Linked DNA regions of Mus musculus: regions 2, 3, 4, 5 and 6 are each linked to region 1. A link is a contact called in public HiCAR-type and promoter capture Hi-C data. All regions are on one chromosome and are shown on one strand. Each heading gives the region's core, a stretch centred on a gene start, on an enhancer-like site or on the middle of the called end of the contact. The rest is flanking DNA. Distances are from core to core; before and after follow the strand shown. Region 1 holds the start of Mxd4 (Max dimerization protein 4). Region 2 holds the start of AI839979 (expressed sequence AI839979). Region 3 holds the start of Supt7l (SPT7-like, STAGA complex gamma subunit). Region 4 holds the start of Zfp512 (zinc finger protein 512). Region 5 holds the start of Gckr (glucokinase regulatory protein). Region 6 holds the start of Rbks (ribokinase).

The links. Promoter capture Hi-C pulls out the DNA fragments that hold promoters and counts their contacts. HiCAR-type assays count read pairs that join an accessible place to other places.
Region 2: a promoter capture Hi-C map of liver shows a contact between it and region 1, with 3 times the contacts expected there. The contact joins the promoter of AI839979 here to the promoter of Mxd4 in region 1. A contact is called at or near these places in 2 of 39 promoter capture datasets (both in liver).
Region 3: a promoter capture Hi-C map of liver shows a contact between it and region 1, with 2.7 times the contacts expected there. The contact joins the promoter of Supt7l here to the promoter of Mxd4 in region 1. A contact is called at or near these places in 1 of 39 promoter capture datasets (liver), 1 of 484 Hi-C or Micro-C datasets (B cells) and 1 of 9 other capture datasets (liver).
Region 4: a HiCAR-type map of astrocytes shows a contact between it and region 1, with 5 times the contacts expected there. The contact joins the promoter of Zfp512 here to the promoter of Mxd4 in region 1. A contact is called at or near these places in 1 of 484 Hi-C or Micro-C datasets (B cells), 1 of 115 datasets of contacts at active chromatin or transcription factors (astrocytes) and 1 of 9 other capture datasets (liver).
Region 5: a HiCAR-type map of astrocytes shows a contact between it and region 1, with 7 times the contacts expected there. The contact joins the promoter of Gckr here to the promoter of Mxd4 in region 1. A contact is called at or near these places in 2 of 39 promoter capture datasets (liver and pre-B cells), 1 of 115 datasets of contacts at active chromatin or transcription factors (astrocytes) and 1 of 9 other capture datasets (liver).
Region 6: a promoter capture Hi-C map of pre-B cells shows a contact between it and region 1, with 2.0 times the contacts expected there. The contact joins the promoter of Rbks here to the promoter of Mxd4 in region 1. A contact is called at or near these places in 2 of 39 promoter capture datasets (liver and pre-B cells).

The regions. Positions count from the first base shown.
Region 1 is chr5:34,186,067-34,189,173 of GRCm38.p6, forward strand. It overlaps Mxd4 (Max dimerization protein 4), which reads right to left and starts at 1,644. Exons shown (of 6, transcript NM_010753.2): 1 at 1,444-1,644; 2 at 1,263-1,362. The coding sequence starts at 1,507.
Region 2 is chr5:31,569,459-31,572,876 of GRCm38.p6, forward strand. It overlaps AI839979 (expressed sequence AI839979), which reads right to left and starts at 1,939. Exons shown (of 3, transcript NR_102275.1): 1 at 1,726-1,939; 2 at 1,342-1,461; 3 at 134-972.
Region 3 is chr5:31,525,348-31,528,649 of GRCm38.p6, forward strand. It overlaps Supt7l (SPT7-like, STAGA complex gamma subunit), which reads right to left and starts at 1,415. Exons shown (of 5, transcript NM_028150.2): 1 at 1,268-1,415. Slc4a1ap (solute carrier family 4 (anion exchanger), member 1, adaptor protein) reads left to right here and starts at 1,648. Exons shown (of 14, transcript NM_001347328.1): 1 at 1,648-2,337; 2 at 2,696-2,891. The coding sequence starts at 1,675.
Region 4 is chr5:31,450,672-31,454,167 of GRCm38.p6, forward strand. It overlaps Zfp512 (zinc finger protein 512), which reads left to right and starts at 1,765. Exons shown (of 14, transcript NM_172993.3): 1 at 1,765-1,906; 2 at 2,484-2,542. The coding sequence starts at 1,877.
Region 5 is chr5:31,296,270-31,299,703 of GRCm38.p6, forward strand. Gckr (glucokinase regulatory protein) reads left to right here and starts at 1,294. Exons shown (of 19, transcript NM_001374741.1): 1 at 1,294-1,410; 2 at 1,896-2,051; 3 at 2,445-2,513; 4 at 3,289-3,357. The coding sequence starts at 1,351.
Region 6 is chr5:31,695,895-31,699,019 of GRCm38.p6, forward strand. It overlaps Rbks (ribokinase), which reads right to left and starts at 1,716. Exons shown (of 8, transcript NM_153196.1): 1 at 1,616-1,716. The coding sequence starts at 1,707. It overlaps Babam2 (BRISC and BRCA1 A complex member 2), which reads left to right and starts at 2,156. Exons shown (of 12, transcript NM_144541.1): 1 at 2,156-2,183.

The sequences.
Region 1 (3,107 bases), core at 394-2,893:
TTGCATCCCCTGCCCCTTGCACCCAGTTCTCCCCATCCCAGAAGAAGATGGAAGGCTAGGACCTCATCCAGGAACAGGGTGGTTAAGCAGCCCTACCCAAGTAACTGAATCTGTCTATGCCTTGGCTTCCTCGGTTGTAAAATGGAGGTCAAAATAAGGCTTCATTTACAAGGCTGGGTCAGATTCTTACTTGTGTATATGGCAGAAGCATTCAAGGGCCTCAGCTCAGGAATGCTACCATTCCTATCAGCTGTGGGTACTCCATGCCACAGGAAGCTGAGCTCCCAAACCTGGGGTTTAGGGCAGACAGAAGCCGGGTCCAGGCCATCTCACTGTGGAAGCTTGGGGCAGTGAGGCCTCCAACACACTTAAGTCCTTCTGCAAACTGTTCAAAGCAAGAGACCAGGGGCTGGGACTCAGGCCGTTGGTAATTCAACCTGTTCTTTGCCAGGCCTAGGACACCACAGAAATGGGTCCTTGTGCCAGCCTCTCTGTTTCCCAAGAACAGACAGGCCACAGGAATGAGCCGCACCCTCTGCCAAGGGGCCCTGAAGCCCCCAGCCTGCTAAGGAAGCTCTCAGACTGACCACACAGGAGTAGCTGGGCCAAAGTTAGCCCCTAGACAGTGTCAGGTGTGCCCTGGATCCCACTGCAGCCAGGAAGGTGGAACCTTTAGCAGTCCTAGCCATACCTAAACCTCAGCTTCAGGGCTTCCTCCAAACACAAGGCCAAGGCAAACAGTGTAGTTGAGCCCTGGAACTTTTGAGAGAAATAGCTCCCTGCAGCTCTTCGCGACAAAGCCAGCCCTATGCTTGTGGTTGGAGTTTCCTTGTCAATAAGCTGCGCAGGACGCTTAAGTAGCCAGAGAGAGGTCTCTGTCCAGGCTCCTGGGGATAAGGTGCTGGGTCTAAGAGCAAAGCCAGCTCCGAGAAGTGCAAGGGAGGGAGGAGTCCCCAATTAGGCCCAAACTAGGGAGTAGCGGTCGGCACCAACTGACAACTCCTCTCCGGTCTGGAAAAGTCCAGAACGGCCCTCGGCGAGCGCGGCCGCTGTACGCGTGGCACTGTTTACGGCGGCGGGGAGGCGCGGCCGCGGGAAGATGGCGACGCGCGGGCGGGGCCGGCACCTCCTCCAGGCCGGCCGCCCGGGTGCGCGCAGGACTGTACTGGGGACGCAGAGAGGACGGGGACACTCGGGTGGGGCCGACCCGAGCTGGCTTGGCACAGCGCGCGGGGGTGGGAGGTGGGGGTTGGGGGCGGTACCTGTTGTTCGGGGCCTTGCGCACCAGGCCGGCCGTCTTTGTTTTCTTCCTTGCGAAGTCGCCGTCGAAGGGCAGCACGGAGGCGTAGCCGTGCTCGGCCTCTGCGGGACAGACGGTGCGGTCAGCGGCCCCCTGCGCCCGCCCGCCGCCCGCCCACCCTGGCACAAAGGGGCGCGGGCTACCTCGGTCCCTACGCTCCAGGTACTCGGCCGCCTCCAACAGCAGCAGCAGAGAGTTCAGCTCCATCCTGCCGCCCGCGCACGGGACGGCGGCGGCGGCGGCTGCCCGGCGCGCTCCTGCCGGCTCTGCTCGCCGCACGCCCCGCGCCTGGCGGCACACCAGCCCGACTCGCGGACTCCAGCGCTGGGCCGCCACCCTCTGCCTCAGGCCCTCAAATTGACACATAAGTCGAGCAGCAGTCGACGCAGCCAATAGGTGTGGGCGCTCCGGCTTAGGGGGCGGGTTCTTGTCTAGCCTTGCCCAATAGGGACTGGCCGAACGCCTCGGGCAGAGCTGAGAATGTTGACAGATGCGAAGCTTGGCTAGGATAGGCTGGCTCCAGTAGTAACAATTTAGAAGCCCAAGCTTAGCAACAGCACGTGGTGGCCCAGCCCCAGTGCTCGCTGACTGGCGGCCATCGTGCATGTTAAGTAGGCATTGCACGCCGATTGGGCCAGAACGGTCTATGTAAATTGAGTCCGCGGACCAATGGCCAGTGACAGGGCGTGGGGCCAATGAGGACGCCCGGGCAGGACCGGTTGCCGAGAGGAAGCACTGTGTGGTGGGACTGCTGCCCGGCCTACGCGGGGGCCAGGAGGACGTGGACCGTGTCTCGGGAGACACCAGGCAGGATGCGCTGCGGACACGCGCCCTGGCGCTTTGTCGTGCCCATGCATGTCGTGCGCAACGACCTGTTGCCCGGAGTCAGTTGGTACCATAGTCTCGGTGGAGGACCAGGCTTGGGGCCTGATAGGGGCGGGCGCTGGGATCTCGCTAAAGAACAGCAAAGGACACCTGTCTCTGGCAGGAATATTGGCTTCAGGGAAGGCTAAAACTTGGAGACAGGGACGCAGACCATTGGAATCTAAAAGCCTCTCAGATGTCAGACCCAAAGTAGGCAGGATCAGCCATCAGGAGTAAAAAGGAAGGCCACCAGGGTTAAGGGAGAGGCACCAAGAGCTACTGACACTACTGAGCAAGAGGGATCCGTGAGTGTCTGTTTGCGGTGCTTGGTCTGAGGGTAGAGCCGTGCCAAGAGCCAGGCTATGGTGACAAGAGGGTGAACTCTTCAGCAAACTCCTGGCCCTAATGACCCGAGGCCCTCATGCTGGCCTATAGATGCATGGGGGACAGACAGCTCAAGATGCCCTAACACCATCCTCTGTATCCATCCTCTCCCACCCCTTGATCCTCTCTCTGTTATTAGGTTGAGGACAAAATAGCAGGCTGGAGAGTTCTGTGGGAAATAAGGTGGCTAGATAGCAGCTCTTAAAATGGAAGGAAGGTACTGTAGCAAACAACAAAGATTATTAGCATTGAATTTACTTTAGGACCAAGGTGGATGCATTGTGCACACTTCCTTGTGGCTCTCCATATGCCCAATATGCAGATAAGGAAACTTGCAGTGTCCCCTTGAAATAGAAAGATGGAGATTACTGCTCCCACACCCAGAGCTGTTAACAATCTGGGAATGTGGAAACCAGAACCACCTCCCTCCCAGCCTGGGTGTGAGCCACAGATGTCTGACCTGTGGGGCAGGATTAAGAATAACAGGTGCTCTGATGGCGCCCTGAAAAAAACAAAAGAGGAACCTCATGCGGTCATAAACAGTCCTGTATAGACACTG
Region 2 (3,418 bases), core at 689-3,188, 2.6 Mb before region 1:
AAATTAGCCAGGCCCAGTGGTGGTGTGTGTGTGCAGTGCACACCTTTAACCCCAGCACTTGGGAGGCAGAGGCAGGAGGATTTCTGAGTTTGAAGCCACCCTGGTCTACAGACACACACACAAATAAAATATGATAAAGATTTAAAAAACAAAATTTATTGGATGTTACATGTTCATAAAGGCAACAGCAGACAAGGTGCATGTGATTCAAAAGCAAAAAAAAACCTCCAGTGACCAAGACCTTTTAAAAGACGCTGCCTCTTTCACTTTCAGCCATGTGAGGAACTTGATCGTTTTTCCTACTTATTCATTGATATATATATTTATTCACTTTACATCCCAATTGCTGCTCCCCTCTCCCCGTACCTCCTTCACACAGTCCCCCATCCCCTTTTCCTCTGAGAAGATGGAACCCTCCCTCTTCCCTCGGTTATCCCCCAACCTAGGTACATCAAGTCTTTGCAGGGCTAGGCACATCCTTTCCCACTGAGGCCAGACAAGGCAGCCTAGTTAAGGGAACAGGACCCACAGGCAGGCAACAGATTCAGGGACAGCCCTTGCTCCAGTTGTTGGGAGATCCACATGAAGACCAAGCTACATATCTGTTCCATATGTGCAAGGAGGCCTAGGTCCAGCCTGTGTATGCTCTTTGGTTGATGGTTCAGTTTCTGGGAGCCCCTAGTGGTCCAGGTTAGTTGACTTTGTTGGTCTTCTTGTAGAGTTCCTATTTCCTTCAGGGCCTGCAATCCTTCCCACAACTCTTCCACAAGAGTCCCCAAGCTCCATTTAATGTTTGACTGTGGGACTCAGCATCTGTTTCAGTCAGCTGCTGGGTAGCTGTCAGAGGAGTTATGCTAGGCTCCTGTCTACAAGCACAACAGGCTCCATATCCTCACTGCTAGGAGTCTCAGCTAAAGTCACCCCCATGGACTGGGATGGGTGAGACTCCCGGGAGCTTTACCATTTTGTCTGCTGTGAGAGAGAAGTCAGGAAAAACAAAAACAGAGCCTACTTAATTGAGTTCGGAACTTAAATCTGCCAGAACCCAATGCAGTGGGTGCCCTCACTGCCAGATGGCCAGCAGGTCCTTGGGAGTAAACCAGAAGACAGTTTTAAGAGGCTGTTGTTTCCCTAAGGACATAGCTTATAATCTGCCTGTGCTTGAAGTACTTGCACATACAGAGACTTCTTCTTTTTAAGCACATATTGATTAAATATAATGAGGCATACTGAGGTTGAGAGGAGAGATCAGGGAGGGAGGCGTCCATGCATACCCAGGGCTTTGAACAAGGGCTCCCCGACTCAAGGAAGTGCACAAACCCAAAATTACCAGGAACCTACCTGTGAGTTTGTTGTGGACAGTTTCTGGGATTCTGTGTAGCCTTTATCAGCATCTCTAAAGGGTCATTGTCCAAATATAGTTAAACAGACTTCGGACACGGAAGCGTTGGACTCCCATTCCTAGGCACAATGGCACAGTTTATAGCAGGTCCCTGTCAACCTCACTCCATCACCCCCTCAAATCCTTGCCTAGAAATCTATTCCAGCTAGCCTCCTTTTGCCCTACCAGGGGGAGGGGAAATCCGAAAGCTTATTTTTAGGCAGGCCCTGCCAAGACTCCCCGCAGTGGCTGGACTGCTGCTGGGCCTGAGGGGTGCCCGCGCCCCAGGAGGACAAGCAGTGTGCGGGAGGGGCCTGCGGGCACGAGCGGATGTCACAGCTTACCTCAGAGCCTGAATTAGAAGCCTGAAAAAAAAAATCACAGCAGGAAATAATGTGGTGCCCAAAATAGAAACATCAACCGGGAGAGAGGCCGGGAGTAGGTGGCGTTTGAGGCTCCTGCAGCGTCCTCCCCAGAGGCCTCCTGACAACCGGCAAGCGGGTTGGCATGAGATTGCAACCCAGCCCAAGAGGCCACAAAGGCACCGGCTGGATGTTTCAGCAAGGGAGAAGGAATGGGCAGTAAAGTGGAGAATCAGGACCGCCTCCTCTTCCCTCCCTCTCGACTTTCTCCTTCCTTCTCCAAAGTCTTACCGCCACCGCTGACCCCTTCCTCTTTTTCGGCATCATCCCTCAACCTTCTCCCCACACAATGACTTCTGCTTTTTTCCTCACTCTCTAGTGCCCCTTCTTCTCTGATACTGCCCCCACCCCGCTTCCTCCTTTCCCTCCCCACACCAAGCCCTTCATTTCTCCTGGGTGGTCTCTGCCCCAACCCGCCGCCCCCCAGCCTCCCGGTGCTTTTGGGTGCCTTCCTAGGTAACTAGTGGGAGCTCAGTCTAGCAGCAGCTAACTGAAGGTCAGCCTCCTGTGCCTGACTGCAGCCTGGCTGCACTGATCTCCCCTTCACCCCACACTCAGCACCCTCCACGCCTCTTTAGAGAAAAGGAGGCCCTGGAGTCTAAGGAAGATGGCAGGGTCAGGACTCCTTCCTCTGGGGCCTCTGGAGGGCTTGAGAGGAAGCAGAAACTTTGCAGGCAATCTTGGACTGTCTCTCCCTTCACAGCTGAGTTCCTGGTAGATTGCATGGTTTGCCAAATTTCCGTGTTTCTCATGCTGGCATGTGCCATTGGGCAAGGTATAAAGTCGGTGAGAACCAGACTTAAGGTCTCTCTGATGCTCCCCTTAACCTTCACCAACCCCGAGTGGGGAAACATCTGTGATCTCCTTTACAGTGGGAACTCAGATGCAGCAGGTGAGCTGGAGGATGGGGGACACTGGAGGATGGGGGACACTGGAGGATGGGGACACTGGAGGATGGGGGACACTGAGGATGTCTTTAATCTTAGCACTAGGTAGAGGCAGATGATCTCTAGGAGTTAAGAGTCCATCCTGGTCTACATGGTGAGTTCCAGGCTAGCCAAGGCTACATAGTGAGACCCTGTCTTTAAAAACAAAGGAAAGAAAAGTCGGAGTAGTAGGCATGCTGCATGTTTGTAAGAGTAGAAGGGCTGGGATCGAGGCACAGGGAGTGCAGCCCCTCTACTGACCTTGAACTTGGACCAAGTTCATTGACTTGGTATTTCCATACCCGGTTTTCTTCGTAACAAGATTTGTTTTTTATTATTTCTTTTCTGAATGTAAGCATGAGACATTCCATTACATATGTTGGGTAATTTCAATTATTAAAAATTCCCTAGGTGGGGCTGGAGAGATGGCTCAGCAGTTAAGAGCACTAACTGTTCTTCCAGAGATCCTGAGTTCAATTCCCAGCAACCACATATGTTCACAACCACCTTTAATGAGATCTGATGACCTCTTCTGATATGTTGGAAGCCAGCAACAGTGTGCTCATATACATTTTAAAAGGAAAGAAGAAAAAAAAAAGAAGAGAAAAGAGAAGAATCCCCAAAGCAAAGCATGGAGAAGCAGGTGGATCTCTGAATTGGAGCCTGGTCTACATGGTAAGTTCCAGGAC
Region 3 (3,302 bases), core at 165-2,664, 2.7 Mb before region 1:
TGCAGGCAAGTGAGGGGCTTCCTGGACAAAATGAATGCCCTCAGCTCTAACAATATACTACTCAGTTCCTTTCTTTCTCTTTCTTTCTTTTCTTTTTTTTTTTTTTTTACATTTACTTATTTTGGGTATGTGTGCATGAAAAAATCACAAGACAACTTGTGAGAGGCAGTTCTCTCCTTTCACCATGTGGGTTCCATGGATTGAACTCGGGCATTCGGACTTGGCAGCAAGTGCCTTTTACCTACTAAGCCATCTAACTGGCCCCTCAGCTTATTTCCTTTGCTAAGATTGTATTTTTAAATTATTAATTTCGAGACAGGGTTTCCCTTTGAGGCCTTGGCTATCCTGGAACTTGCTCTGTAGACCAGGCAGGCTATGCATTCACAGACATTCGTTTTTGTTGTCTGTTGGGGGTTGAGTATATGCTTGTGTGTTCCATGTGTATGCAGGTGCCAAGGATATCTGAAGAGGGCATCAGATCCTTCTGGAGCTCAAATTAGAGGTGGTTGTGAACTCCCCTGATGTGGGTACTGGAAATGGAGCTCAGATCCACCGAAGAGCAGCACACAGAACCATCTCTCCAGCTCCACCACTCAGCTTCTCAAGAACATGAGATATTTTTATAATTGACCCTTTGAGTTGTGACCTCTGCCAGGAACCCTCTACATCTTTATCAGACTTGAATTTGTTCTTTAGGATCCCTGAAATCACCATTCCCCCCAACAGATCTCCTTTCTTTGTATATTTACATGAATTTGCTTTTATCCCTGAACCTTAACTTTAGTTGACTTATTCATCTGTATTCTCCCACTTGTTATGGCTGCCATCTTGGTATAGTTTCAGGCCTCTGTCAAAGAGTTATAATATTAACTATGGCTTAGTTCAATTTTCCATAAATTTTATGACAAATTAACACTACTATTTCCAATTTTTCAGATGTGGAAGCTGTTGTCCAGGGTCATGCCAACATCATAAATACAAAGAGTAAAAAAGAAAAGAGGTTTCGATGCTCAGGTTTGTTAAGCCACTAAACATGCTATCTCAATATTTTGTTCCGAGTAATAAAAGAATGAACAATAATAAATTGCTTCTTTACTAACTTCATAAAAGGAATAAATTCGAGAGCTGCAGATAGGGACTCCTTGCTCCGGATCTGGAGGCTTAGGCTTAGGCGCCGACCACAGGATCCTGGGAAGTCTGATTTACAAGGCAGCAGGAAAATGGGTGGCTCTGGACCGGAACCAGAAAATAAAGTTCAAATACTCACCGCCCTGCCCCAGGAGTGGTATACGCGGCTGCCTGACTCTGACAGGTCGGAGTCGAGGACTAGGTCAAGCCTAGGAGCCTTGTTTATTGATTAATGGACCAAGGCCACGGAAGCACTTCTTCCCAATCGCCCTCTGCCACAGGAAGTTATTACTAGCCTACATGCAACGCCTAAAATGTCCGTATCCTGCACAGCACTCTGAGAGCCTCTCCCCGCTTTCTGGTATTGTGACTCCCTAGTGCTATTCACATCTTTAAAACTCTGCGAGTCTTGAAAGAGGAACTCCAACATTTCTGTCCAGAGAAGCCTCAGGGAGGTGGGAAGGAGGAGGAGAAGTGAGCGGGAACGTAGAGAGCGAGGGGTCGGGGTTTCCGAGGGACACATTTTGAGATTGCACCCGGCTAAGGATGGCTGATCCTACCCCTCAGCTAGATGCGCCAGCTCCCCAGGAAGTCAGTAGCGAGTTTAAGAAGCCGGTTTTACCAGTGCCTTCCGCAGTACGGGGTAAGGCTCCGGCCTCCAGTCCCTCCGTTTCTGAGGATGTGAAGAAAGAATGTCTCGCGGCGCAGCTGGACTCTGGATGTGAGGAGCCCGAGGTCCCGCCACCGCAGCCGGACAGCCAGGAGACCGGGGGTCCACCGGTGGAGCAACTCCGCTCCCCGCGGGTAGCTCCTGCGTCTGGCGGTCCGACCCGGGCTCCTCCGTACCGAGAGCCATCGTGGGGCAGCCCAGCCACGGCCCCCTACAGTCTCGAAACCCTGAAGGGTGGCACCATCCTTGGCACCCGCACCTTGAAAGACACGAGCTGCTGCTTTTTCGGGAGACTTGCTAGTTGTGACATATGTCTGGAGCATCCTTCCGTGTCTCGGTACCATGCTGTACTACAGCACCGGGGGGCGGATCCCAGCGGAGACTCTGAGGGTCATGAGCAGGGCTTTTATCTCTACGATCTGGGAAGTACCCACGGCACGTTCCTCAACAAAACTCGCATCCCACCCCGCACTTACTGTAGAGTCCACGTCGGGCATGTAATGCGCTTTGGAGGCAGCACTCGGCTCTTTATCCTTCAGGTAGGTAGAAAAATCTAAAATAAAAATCTTGGGACTTCACTGTTTTTGGTTTTTCAAGACAGGGCTTCTCTATGTAGCCCTGGCTGTCCTGGAACTCTCTCTGTAGACCAGGCTGGCCTCGAACTCAGAAATCCGCCTGCCTCTGCCTCCCGAGTGCTGGGATTAAAGGCGTGCACCGCCACGCCCGGCGATTCTGAGTTTCTTTAAGGTTTAGTTGAGTAAAAGGATTCTGGTAACCAATGACAAAAGCACAGGCCTCATTCTGGACCCACAGGTCTGTGTACGTTGCTGTGTCTCAGAAAGTAATTTTCTCACTTCTGAATCCATATATGTATATATTTTACCCATGATTCATTAGGGACCAGAGGAAGACCGAGAGGCAGAATCTGAATTAACAGTAACACAGTTGAAGGAATTGCGTAAACAGCAGCAGATATTATTGGAGAAGAAGATGTTAGGTGAAGACTCAGATGAAGAAGAAGAAGCAAATACCACTGAAGGGAAGAGCAGTAGAAGTGGTCAAGATGATGAGCTGGGCTGCACGTGGGGAATGGGTAAGAAACTACTACTGAAGGTGGCACCCTCAAGTGCTTTTGATCATACAGCTCAGAAGGCCTACAGCTGAAGTAGGGTAAATGTAATTTGCAAGCCCAGGGTCATTAACTTTAGTGAGTAAAAGTGTTGAATTATGGGCATTATACATACACCTCTTTCTCACCGTGTAATTTGCTTATTGCGTTTATCATTTAAACACACACACACACACACACAGAAAGAGAGAGAGAGAGAGAGAGAGAGAGAGCTTTCTGAGTGCTAATTATCACCTGGAGGGCATGGAAAAATTTACTTCATTTCTTTGGCTGAGAAATCAGTATTTGATATTTTTTCACCTCTCAGGCTATTTTCACAAAGTACAAAACATTCAAGAGGTTATTGTATAGCTCCACATTTTGGATGATAGATAT
Region 4 (3,496 bases), core at 515-3,014, 2.7 Mb before region 1:
GGAAAACCTTGGTTTGGGAATTTTGCAGTCTTCAAAGTCCTACACAGACACTATTATAATAAAATCTTCAGTTCGTCCCTTGGTCCTTCCAAATCTACCCTCTGATAAGACAGGAGACACCAAGGGAAACCCATATCCTGAGATCTGGAATATTAATGTCTTATCTAAGAAAGGAATTGAAAAGGGCCAAATGGAGGAATTCCAGAGGTATTCTTCATATTCATTCAAACTACTAACAGAGGAGTTTCAGGCTGGATTAGGGGCTCGAAGAAGCTCTATCGGTTCTTTCCTGGGCATACAACAGAATGTCTGGGAAAGTCATGTCTGTAGGCAGCGACTACCTAGGAAATACCTCTCCAGTATGCTAATGCTGGGGAATGTCATGGGAACCACTATGGAAAGGAAGCCTTGTTTTCAGTCATTTGTAACAGAAGGCTCCACTATGGACATCTACCAATCTATTCTTAATTTTTGGGGTTCCAGCTGAACTAATGGTATTTTCTCAAAGCCTGCTAGAAAGGGTTTCAAGGACTGTTTCTCAGACTTCAGTGGTTAAAAACTATATTCAGAGACATATTTTATGTCACAGTAATGAGAAAAGAATGCCTTTAACGATGTCAACACTCTGCTCAACATCTTCCATAATCCAGCAATACTCTGGTAGTAGATTGGGAGTCAAGAAAACTAGTTCAAAGTTCAGCGACATATTCCAGGAAGTCACTGAGCATGTGTCTGTCTCTTGTACCGGGGCTGAGTTTACTTCCTTGATGAAATCAGAGTCATTAAAGTCCCTCCCAGAGAAACAGTCTTAGTTCCTCTGTAAGAACTTATCATAGCTCTTTGATAGAAGACATAACAGTCTCTTTAAGGGGAGAGGCCACAGTTCCTCAAGGAGAAGTCCTCAAAATCCCTCAGGGAGTAGCTTTCCAAGTCCTTCAGGGAAGAGCCCTAGAAGTCACTTGAGGTGGAGCCCTTGTAGTCCCTCAGGAAGGAACCTTCACAGTCCCTCAGGGAGAAGCCCTTGTAGACTTCTAGAGAGAAGAGGGCACATTCCTTCTGTGAAGAAGAGTCTACACAGTCTTTCAGGGAGGAGTCAGCAGACTCTCTATTCTCTGAGATGCCTCAGTCCCTCAAAAACGAGCCATCTCAGTCTCTCGTGGACGTCACTGGGCAGTCATTCAGAAAGGAGCCATGGTAATTTCTCTGAAAGATCCTTTTCCGTTCCCTCTGGTTGGAAAGGACATAGTTCTGGATCAAGCCCACTTCTTCTAAGAACAGGCATTGTTCCAGACTCATCCGCTGGAGAGATCCAGATGTAACTTGGCTAAAGTGTTCATGTCTTTCAGGGACCGCACCAAAAAAAAAAAAAAAAAAAAAAATCCAAAAGCTAGACAAGTTTGGAGGCCAGAAGTTAGTGGATAAGGAGAGTTCTGTCCCTCACCTGAGCAAAGAAAGAGATATCTGGGAGGGAAGGAGAAGAGAATGGGTCTTTAATTTAAGATCAATAAAGGGGCGATTTGAATTTCGTTTGCATCTGTAAAACCACTTGTGGGATGGGTGGGAGTAGGTGTGCAAACGCTAGTTCGGGAGGACCCCTTAAATATTCAGACTCCTCCCATTTGCTCCAACCTTCACGCCCCAAAGGCCTGCCTACTCCCTTGTTGCTATGGGGGCGGGGTCTCAATGGAAGCCGAAGAAGAGTTATCACGTGACTCCTTTCCCGCCGCAGCCCCCTCGGAAGCAGCTAGGCGGAAGTAGGTGTTCAGAACAGGGTTAGTCGCCGCTGAGACCACATCCGGGAGAGGCGAGGAGAGCGGAAGTGGCGTTGGTCTGTCCGGAGCCCTTGGGTGAAATTGTTAGGCGTGGAGGGGGAGTGATGTCTTCCAGACTCGGTGCAGTCACCGCCGTGAGTTTCTTGGTGTGACCATTATACTTTAGAAATAGAACTGTCGAGCTGAGAACACGCGGTCCTTTGCTTTTGTTTTGTACTCAGAGTTGTTTTTTTTTTTTTTTTCCGGAGCCAATCCTAGGCCCCACCCTTTTATATCAGATCCACTTACCGCCTTTTTTCTTCCCATTTTTATTTTTATTGCTTAGTCCTCGTATCCTTGGACTGAGTTCCTCGACACATTGTAATTATTTATATTCCTTCAGCATCCCCAGTGCCTCCCGTTTCTTTTAATATATATATGATACATATGTATATATCATATATATATTTTTTTTTTCCTCGTCTTTTCTTTTCAAGCCTCTATCTAGGATAGGGTTTTGAGAATGGACAAAGATGAAAACTCTGGTATTGTCAACCCGTCTTTACATTGTGAATAAATAGAATGGCACAGGTTTCCTAAAAAGTGTCTCCTTCAGTCCATTTGAAGTAGTTGCTCGGGACAGCTTCACATCTAGGCACAAGGGGGATTCATCTCTTTGCGGATGAGCTTCAAAGGTCCCTAGCACTCACTCCTGTGCTTGTGATTTGCTAGACCCCGGGACCCACATCCCTTAAGCAGCAGAGGAGCACCAGGATCGTGGGAGCTAAGAAGTAAGTGAGGTTTTCTGAGGACATTTTTGTAATGGTGTAGACAGTGCTGCTAAAGATGTTCTGTGTCTGCACTGTGGAGCATCATAGCCACCAGACAGGTATGGCTTTGGGGCACTTGAGATGTGGCTAGTACAATTGAAGAACCGAATTACAAATTCTATTTCATTTTAATGGACTAAAACTTCAATAACCATCTGTAGGTAGTAGCTACGGGATTGGACAGTGCAGATAAAATCCTAGTGTGGGGGAAAGAAAACCTGGCTTGCAATAAAGATGCAGTCTAATAAAAATGGAGTGTGTGTTTCAGTTAGTGGTATTCCTGCGTGGCCTCTGCCCCCCATATCAAATATGTGCTCATAATTAATTTGATGGACTGGGGAGGGAAATAAAAACAGCTATAAGCAATCTTTACATTTCTAAGCTACTTGGTTGCAGCCCTGATTTATTGTTTTGTGTAATGAATGTGCTAAGTTTTGCCATGGCTAACACAAAAGAAAGATTTTATTAACTTGGACCTCCGGGGTGAGTTCATTCACTTAGATAACACTTACGGGATGTCTGCTCTGAACAAGCTGTGTAGTAGGTTGGGCACCCAGGCATGACAACAGAGCTGTCTGTTCAACAGATGAATTGGGTAATCACGGCAATACAATACAGTATAATAGGAAAAAACTGTTTTTTTGTGGTAGGGGCTCACTATCTGGAAATTCCCTGTGACACTTGGCTTGGCCTGTAACTTGTAGTCCTCAGGCATCTGTCTCCTGAGTGCTGGGATCACAGGCCTGGGCCACCACACACTTGTATTTTTGTTTGAGATGGGGTTTCACTATGTAGCCCAGGCTGACCAGGAGCTTACTGTGTCGGCCAGGGTGGACTTTAACTTTTGCAGTTTCTGCCCTCAGCCTTCCCAGTACCGGGATCACAGGCATGTGCTACGCTTTTAATTTGTGCAAC
Region 5 (3,434 bases), core at 44-2,543, 2.9 Mb before region 1:
TTGATTCCATTCGCTTTCTCATTCACTCTTTCGTTTATTCAGCAAATATTTACTGATCATCTTCTATGTGCCTGGCATCATTATAAGAACTAGAAAGGATTAAAAAGAGGGCTGGGCATATAAGAGCAATTTAAAAGCAGATCTCTCTCTCTCTCCCCCCCCCCCCCCCCCCGTGGGTGTGAGTGTAACACATTCCTTTGAGAGAAATCGGTTAACCCACACCTCAGGTTTTCTACCCTTAAAGCATAGAAACATGAAACAATTGTTAGAATATCAATAGTGTCAAACACTGGACAAGGGTCTTTTTTTTTTTTTTTTTTTTTTTTTTTTTTCCAAGACAGGGTTTCTCTGTGTAGCCCTGGCTGTCCTGGAACTCACTCTGTAGACCAGACTGGCTTCAAACTCAGAAATCCACCTGCCTCTGTCTCCCGAGTGCTGGAATTAAAGGGGTGCATCACCACTGCCCGGCAACAAGAGTCTTTAAAAACCTTCTGTCACTGTATGAATAAGTATTATTCAACAACTTGTTAGTTGTTGCATTCATTCAGTAAACATGTAGACATGTTAGGTCCTTAAATTATTTCATATGTTAGCTGAGTATGAAATCTGTGTGATCCTAAATAGCCAACCACTTGTCTGAGGCTGTTTCCTCATCTAAAAACAATGCCAACAATGGCTTCTATGTATCTATGTGTCCATGTGTCCATGTATCCAATGATGTCTGCCATTTGGGAGAAAGTGGGTCAGGAGAAATAGAGACTGTGGTATTTAGGGCAATTTCTTGGTCCTCGTTGTTCTTAGCAGTATTTCTATTTCTGTGACATCTCCTCTGTGATATCCAGTTCAGTGTTCGCACACCTGGGGTCCAGAAGCGTCTATTGCTTTTCTTTCAGAGAGGAGCAGATAAAATGAGCCAGTGGGGCAGGGAAGGACTGCATGCTGACATGTGATCAAGCCATGACCTGAGTCCTCTGACTTCTACTGACCCTGATCTCTGGCCTTTGGAGGCATTTGGGCCACAGATTTGTTCAGGGATTCTTTCTGACCTGGGTGTTCTGCAAGGGCAAAAGCAAAGAACGTCTGGTCCTCTTCTCCAAGGGCAGAGGCTGGCAAGCCAGAGTATACGCAAAGAGGACCCTCAGGAGCTCCTGTGAGGGCTGGAAGCCCCGGCGACAGGAACGGGTGTTGAAGAGAGGGGCGTAGGGGGTGGTGTTTTGAGAGGCAGGGTTCTTAGGTTAATCATCTCCATGGCTCAGATAAGACCCTGCCAACTGGAAGCAAATTATTGGGGCCAGAACAGATTGCGTGAGTGCAGAGGCAGGCGGGTTGGAGAGTCTGCAGTGTGGGACCATGCCAAGCACCAAGCGGTATCAGCATGTGATCGAGACCCCTGAGCCTGGGGAATGGGAGGTAAGGTTCTTTCTCCATTTCAGCCTTCTCTTCTGATTCCTAAAATACTGTTAAGTTTGGACTGGCCTCAGCTCTGGACTTCTACTCCCTCTTCTATTTTTTTTTTTTTTTCTTTTGCTACACGGTCTAGCCCAGGCTGGCCTCAAACTTGCTATGTATCTGAGGATAGCCTTGAACTCCTGATCCCTTTGTTGCAGCTTCACTTTCCAAATGCCTGAATTGCAGGCACACTTACCATGATAGGCACCTTTCCCCTTACCTTTCCTTATGATCTTCCTTTCCTAATAGGCTCAGAACATCACATGAAGACTAAGTTTTTAGTATGTGAATGGTGTGTGCCTTATGTGTGCATGTATGTGCACAAGTCGGTGTGTGTGAAGTATGTGAATCTAAGCCAAACACTGGGCCTCCTGCCACTCCCACCTCCAGTCCAGCAGGCATAAGGCAGACTTTGGCTTTCTGTCCCTACCCTTGTGTGTCTCTAGTTGTCAGGGTATGAAGCAGCTGTGCCAATCACAGAGAAGTCCAACCCACTGACCCGGAACTTGGACAAAGCAGATGCAGAGAAAATTGTTCAACTGCTGGGGCAGTGTGATGCTGAGATATTCCAGGAGGAGGGGCAAATCATGCCCACCTACCAGGTGACCCACAGTCAAATCTCAGACACTGCAAATAAAGATGTCAAGTCGGCCACACTTCCACCTCTACCCTCCTGATACAGGAAATCCTGATCCCTCTCCTTCAATCTCAATCCATCATCTTCCATTTCTTCCTCCCCTCCCCATTCCCATTTTTAAAATTTATTTATCTGTTTTGTGATGTGGAAGGATTTGTTCCATGAGGAAATGTGTGGAAGTCAGAGGACAACTTTTGGGAATCAGTCTGTCCTTTCACCATGTGGGTCCCTGGGATTAAACTCAGATCATCAGACTTGGCCACAATCCTCTTAACTCACTGAGTCATCTCACTGCCTTTCTCTCACCTCTACCCCCCCACCCCATTTCTCCATCCTGATTCCTGTCCACTCTCTACAGCGACTGTACAGTGAGTCAGTTCTGACCACCATGTTGCAAGTGGCTGGCAAGGTCCAGGAAGTGCTGAAGGTACAAATTCCCCACCTGCTTCTCATCCATCCAAACACTTCTGTTCCCTCCAACTTCCTCCTTCCCGGGTCTCCACTTCTTGTTTTTATAAATCTCAGTTCTTTATTCTTTTAGTCTTCCCTTTGGATATTTTTTGTTGTTTTAGTCACTGATAATAGTTATGACAGCTACCAGATGGATACTACTTTATCAGCAGCAGTGCATTTCCTTTGAAAATATTATTATTTTTTAAATGTTTATGGCTGTTTTGGCTGCATGTATGTCTGTGTACCACGTGTGTACCTGGTGCCCTTGGAAGGCAGGAAAGGATCACAGATGATTGTGAGCTGCCATGGGGTCCTCTGAAAGGGCAGCCAGTGTGTTCATGGCGGAGCCATCTCTCCATCCTCAGCAATGCACTTCCACACTCTGTACATCCACAAAACCCAGTAAAGTTGGTATTATTATCTTTTTTTTTTTTTAAGTTCTCTTTCCAGACCAGAAAACAAAGAAAGGCTGATTGTAGTCACTTGCTTGGATGTACCCAGCTAATAACTGCTGGCTGGCACCACTGCTTTGATTATTTACTTTTAGTTAGTTGACAAAGCTGCTCTCAAATCCCTTCTGGAATTTTAATGAATAGCTTAGTCAGAGAGGATAGTCAAGAGGATTTCTTTCTCCAGATTACTGTTCTTTTTGCTACCTCACCTGGCCTATGCTCGCCTCCATTTTATGATGATGAGAAGAAGAAGGTGTTCCAAGTCTCCCTCTGACCTGGGCTTCTTTCCATCCTCAGGAGCCAGATGGGGGCCTGGTGGTGCTGAGTGGAGGGGGCACCTCTGGTCGTATGGCATTCCTTATGTCTGTGAGTACCTTAATTCCTGGCTTCTCCCTTCTCCTCCTGGGGATAGCCCCCAGAACGAAAAGGCTCATCTGAAATAA
Region 6 (3,125 bases), core at 466-2,965, 2.5 Mb before region 1:
TGAGTTCAATATCTAGCACCACACACAAAATTATATAAACTTTAATTATTTGTAGCTCTTCTGTTATTGCTTCATTTAAAAAAATCATTTTTTTACTTTTAACTCTGTGTGTAGGAAAGCAATGCACTTGGAGGTGTGGGACCCTTTAGATGGGAGTTACAGGTGGTTTTTATCCAATGCTCTTAACTGTTGAGGCCATTTCTGTAGTCCCTACAACATATCAGGGTTTTTGTCAATTAACTTGCCTCTCCCAGTCTCCTTTTTCTTTCTTTCTTTTCTTTTTCTTTTTTTTTTTTTGTTTTTTTCGAGACAGGGTTTCTCTGTGTAGCCCTGGCTGTCCTGGAGCTTACTTTGTAGACCAGGCTGGCCTGGAACTCAGAAATCCGCCTGCCTCTGCCTCCCAAGTGCTGGGATTAAAGGCGTGCATCACCACGCCCGGCCCCAGTCTCCTTTTTAATTCCATCTTTTCTGTTGTGTTTGGTAATTTGAAAGCATAGACTTATTTATTCTATCTATCTATCTATCTATCTATCTATCTATTGTGTACACACTCATGCATCACATATGTAGTGTCCTTCCACCATACTGGGCTCCAGGAACTGAAGGGCATTAGGCTTTAGTCAAGCACCTTTACCTCATAGCCATCTTGATGAATCTGATAACAATTTATAATGTTTTAAGCAAGATTAAGTTAGATATATGAGGCCCCTGGAGCTGTTTTTAAAGTAGATATAGGTAGTTTGGTGAAAGGGTTTGGTTGTTTTGATTACCCCAAGGCCTTATTTCAAAGTTCTCTGCTATCTTTTGGAAAAATAGTTTAGGGACCGATGACACTAAGTTGCTGGGAAATATGGTTATTAACATAAACAGAATTATATGGCCTGAGTTTTTTGGAATACCTGAACTATTTTTTTTTCTACAATGTATATTGCTTATCTGCTTGGAAAGCTGTTTTCATAAAAACAGACGACAAAGCAGAAGGATCTTCCCTACAACCTCTCTGACCTAACTCAACTATTCTCATTTAGCACTATTTGGTCAGGTTTTTAGTGGCTGTAATTGTCATGTTTGTGTGTGTGTGTGTGTGTTTTAAATTTTGAATTCACACTTAGGTTCACCACAAAGGTTGGCCCATGGTTACATTTCCACATAAAAGTAAACTGTAAATATGGAACACTGCAGGAATGCCAACATGAGTGAAAAGGTGTTTGCCTCAGTGCCTTCTTTCACGTGTTCAATCCAGTAATACCCAGTTGGGTCTGGTGGACAAAACACTTCTTGTGCTCTCAACCCTGTGAAGTAGGTACATCATGTTCTCAGAGGTTAAAATGTCATGGGGCAGCCTGGCCAAGGAAACAGGTGCAGGTGTTTGGGGGCGCCCGTAGGTGGGGGTGTCTATCAAAGCTTTCATTCAGTCCCCCCACCCCCCATCCCTGTCCCTTCCTCTGTCATTGACCTCCACAAACTTGAATTCTGCCTTTTCACCTCAGAAGTCGTGCTTGGAAACCTGAAGCTTTCAGGAAAGTTCCAATGGTGGGTGCCCACCGATCCGAGGCCCGGGCATCCACAGTGTGGCTCGCCCTCCCGAGACCTTGCGCTGCGGCCCCGCACTAACCTGACCAGGTCGGTCATGCAGGAACCCACCACTACCACCGCTGCTGCCTCCTCCTCCTGCCAGGGCCTCCCGGGCTCCCCACACGCCGCCATTACTAATCCTGCTCAACCCTGACGCTGCCCTTTGCCCTTTGCCTGACCCCGTAACCAGGGACGCCGCCCCGTCCTCCTTAACGACGCGGGCGTTCCACCCGCCTGTGCCGGTCGCCCTCCCAAATGCCCGAAATCTCTCCGGCCTTTGGCTAGTCCTGATCCCTCTGGGACCGGTGTTCCTGCCCCGCCTCACAAGCACAGGGCCCGGCCGCCACGGCGAGAATGACAGAGCGCGCCAAGCACTAGGCCAGAGCTCCCGGGAACCTTCAGGCGCTACCCGGTCGCCTTCCTCAGCTTCCGGCTTCTCGGCGCGGGGACGCGCACGCCCGGCCGGCTCCGGAGAGGGCGGGACGTCCGGGGGAGCGCGCACGCATCCGGCCCGCGGTTCGCGCGCAGGTCGGTGCGTCGGTCGGGGGCGCGCTCGGGTAACCTGTACCCCGTCTAGTCGCCGGTTACTGATCGGACTTAAGTTCCAGGTACCTGGACCCGGGCTGGTGCGGGGAGGTTGGATCTCAGTCGCACAGGTGGCGCAGAGAGCCATGTTTGAGTATGGCCAGAGAGCTAGCCTCTTCAAGAGAAGGCCCGCGTTCCAAAGATGCCCCGCTCGCCCCACAGCACGCGGATTCCCTCAAGAGCCGCCCCCAAGATCTGAGGCTTCTCTTTCTCCACGTATCTCGTTCAGTCCTGGTTTCTGATGAAGCCCGCCTCTTTTTGCACTTGATGAGGGCATCATACAATTTGGGAGAAAGGGTTGGATCCCTTTAGATTCTCCTCAGAATGGGTGGACATTCTTTGGATCGGAACCAATTCGCTCTCCCCGCCCCTCCCTGATGTTGCCCAGTGGAGAAATTGCTCCCCCACAGTAACTTCCCTCGTGCGCCATATGACGTGGACGTGATGCAGCAGGAGGCCACCCCTTTCCGTTCCATGACGTCAACGGGGGCACATGTTTCCGTGTTTGTCATCCTCTCCTAATTGCGAGAGCCTAGATGGTGCTTTATACGTCTTTGTGTTCCCCAGACAGCCTGCCCACTAAAAGACCTCATGTGACCTTATCTTGCGGCAGCAGATTTTTTTATAAAAATTATATATTTGCATCTTCCGTCTGCAATACATCAAAATCAGGAAATACAAATTGCAAAACAAGCATTCAAGAGAGGCAGGTCACCAAAATTTCCTGCTTCTCTGGAATCAGTTATAATGGTGCCATATGTAAAGGAGAGGTGTGTGTTTCTAATCCATATCCCTGCATATTGTACCAAAGAATCATCTTTTTTTTTTTTTTTCTCTTCAAATTCCTGATTTTGGAGTCAGTATAGTTTTTTTTTTTTTTAACTTTCATTTGTTAGTGAAGTCACACTTACTGAAACATCTTGAAGCTGCACAAAACCTTGCACTGTCAAAAACTTGTATTATAG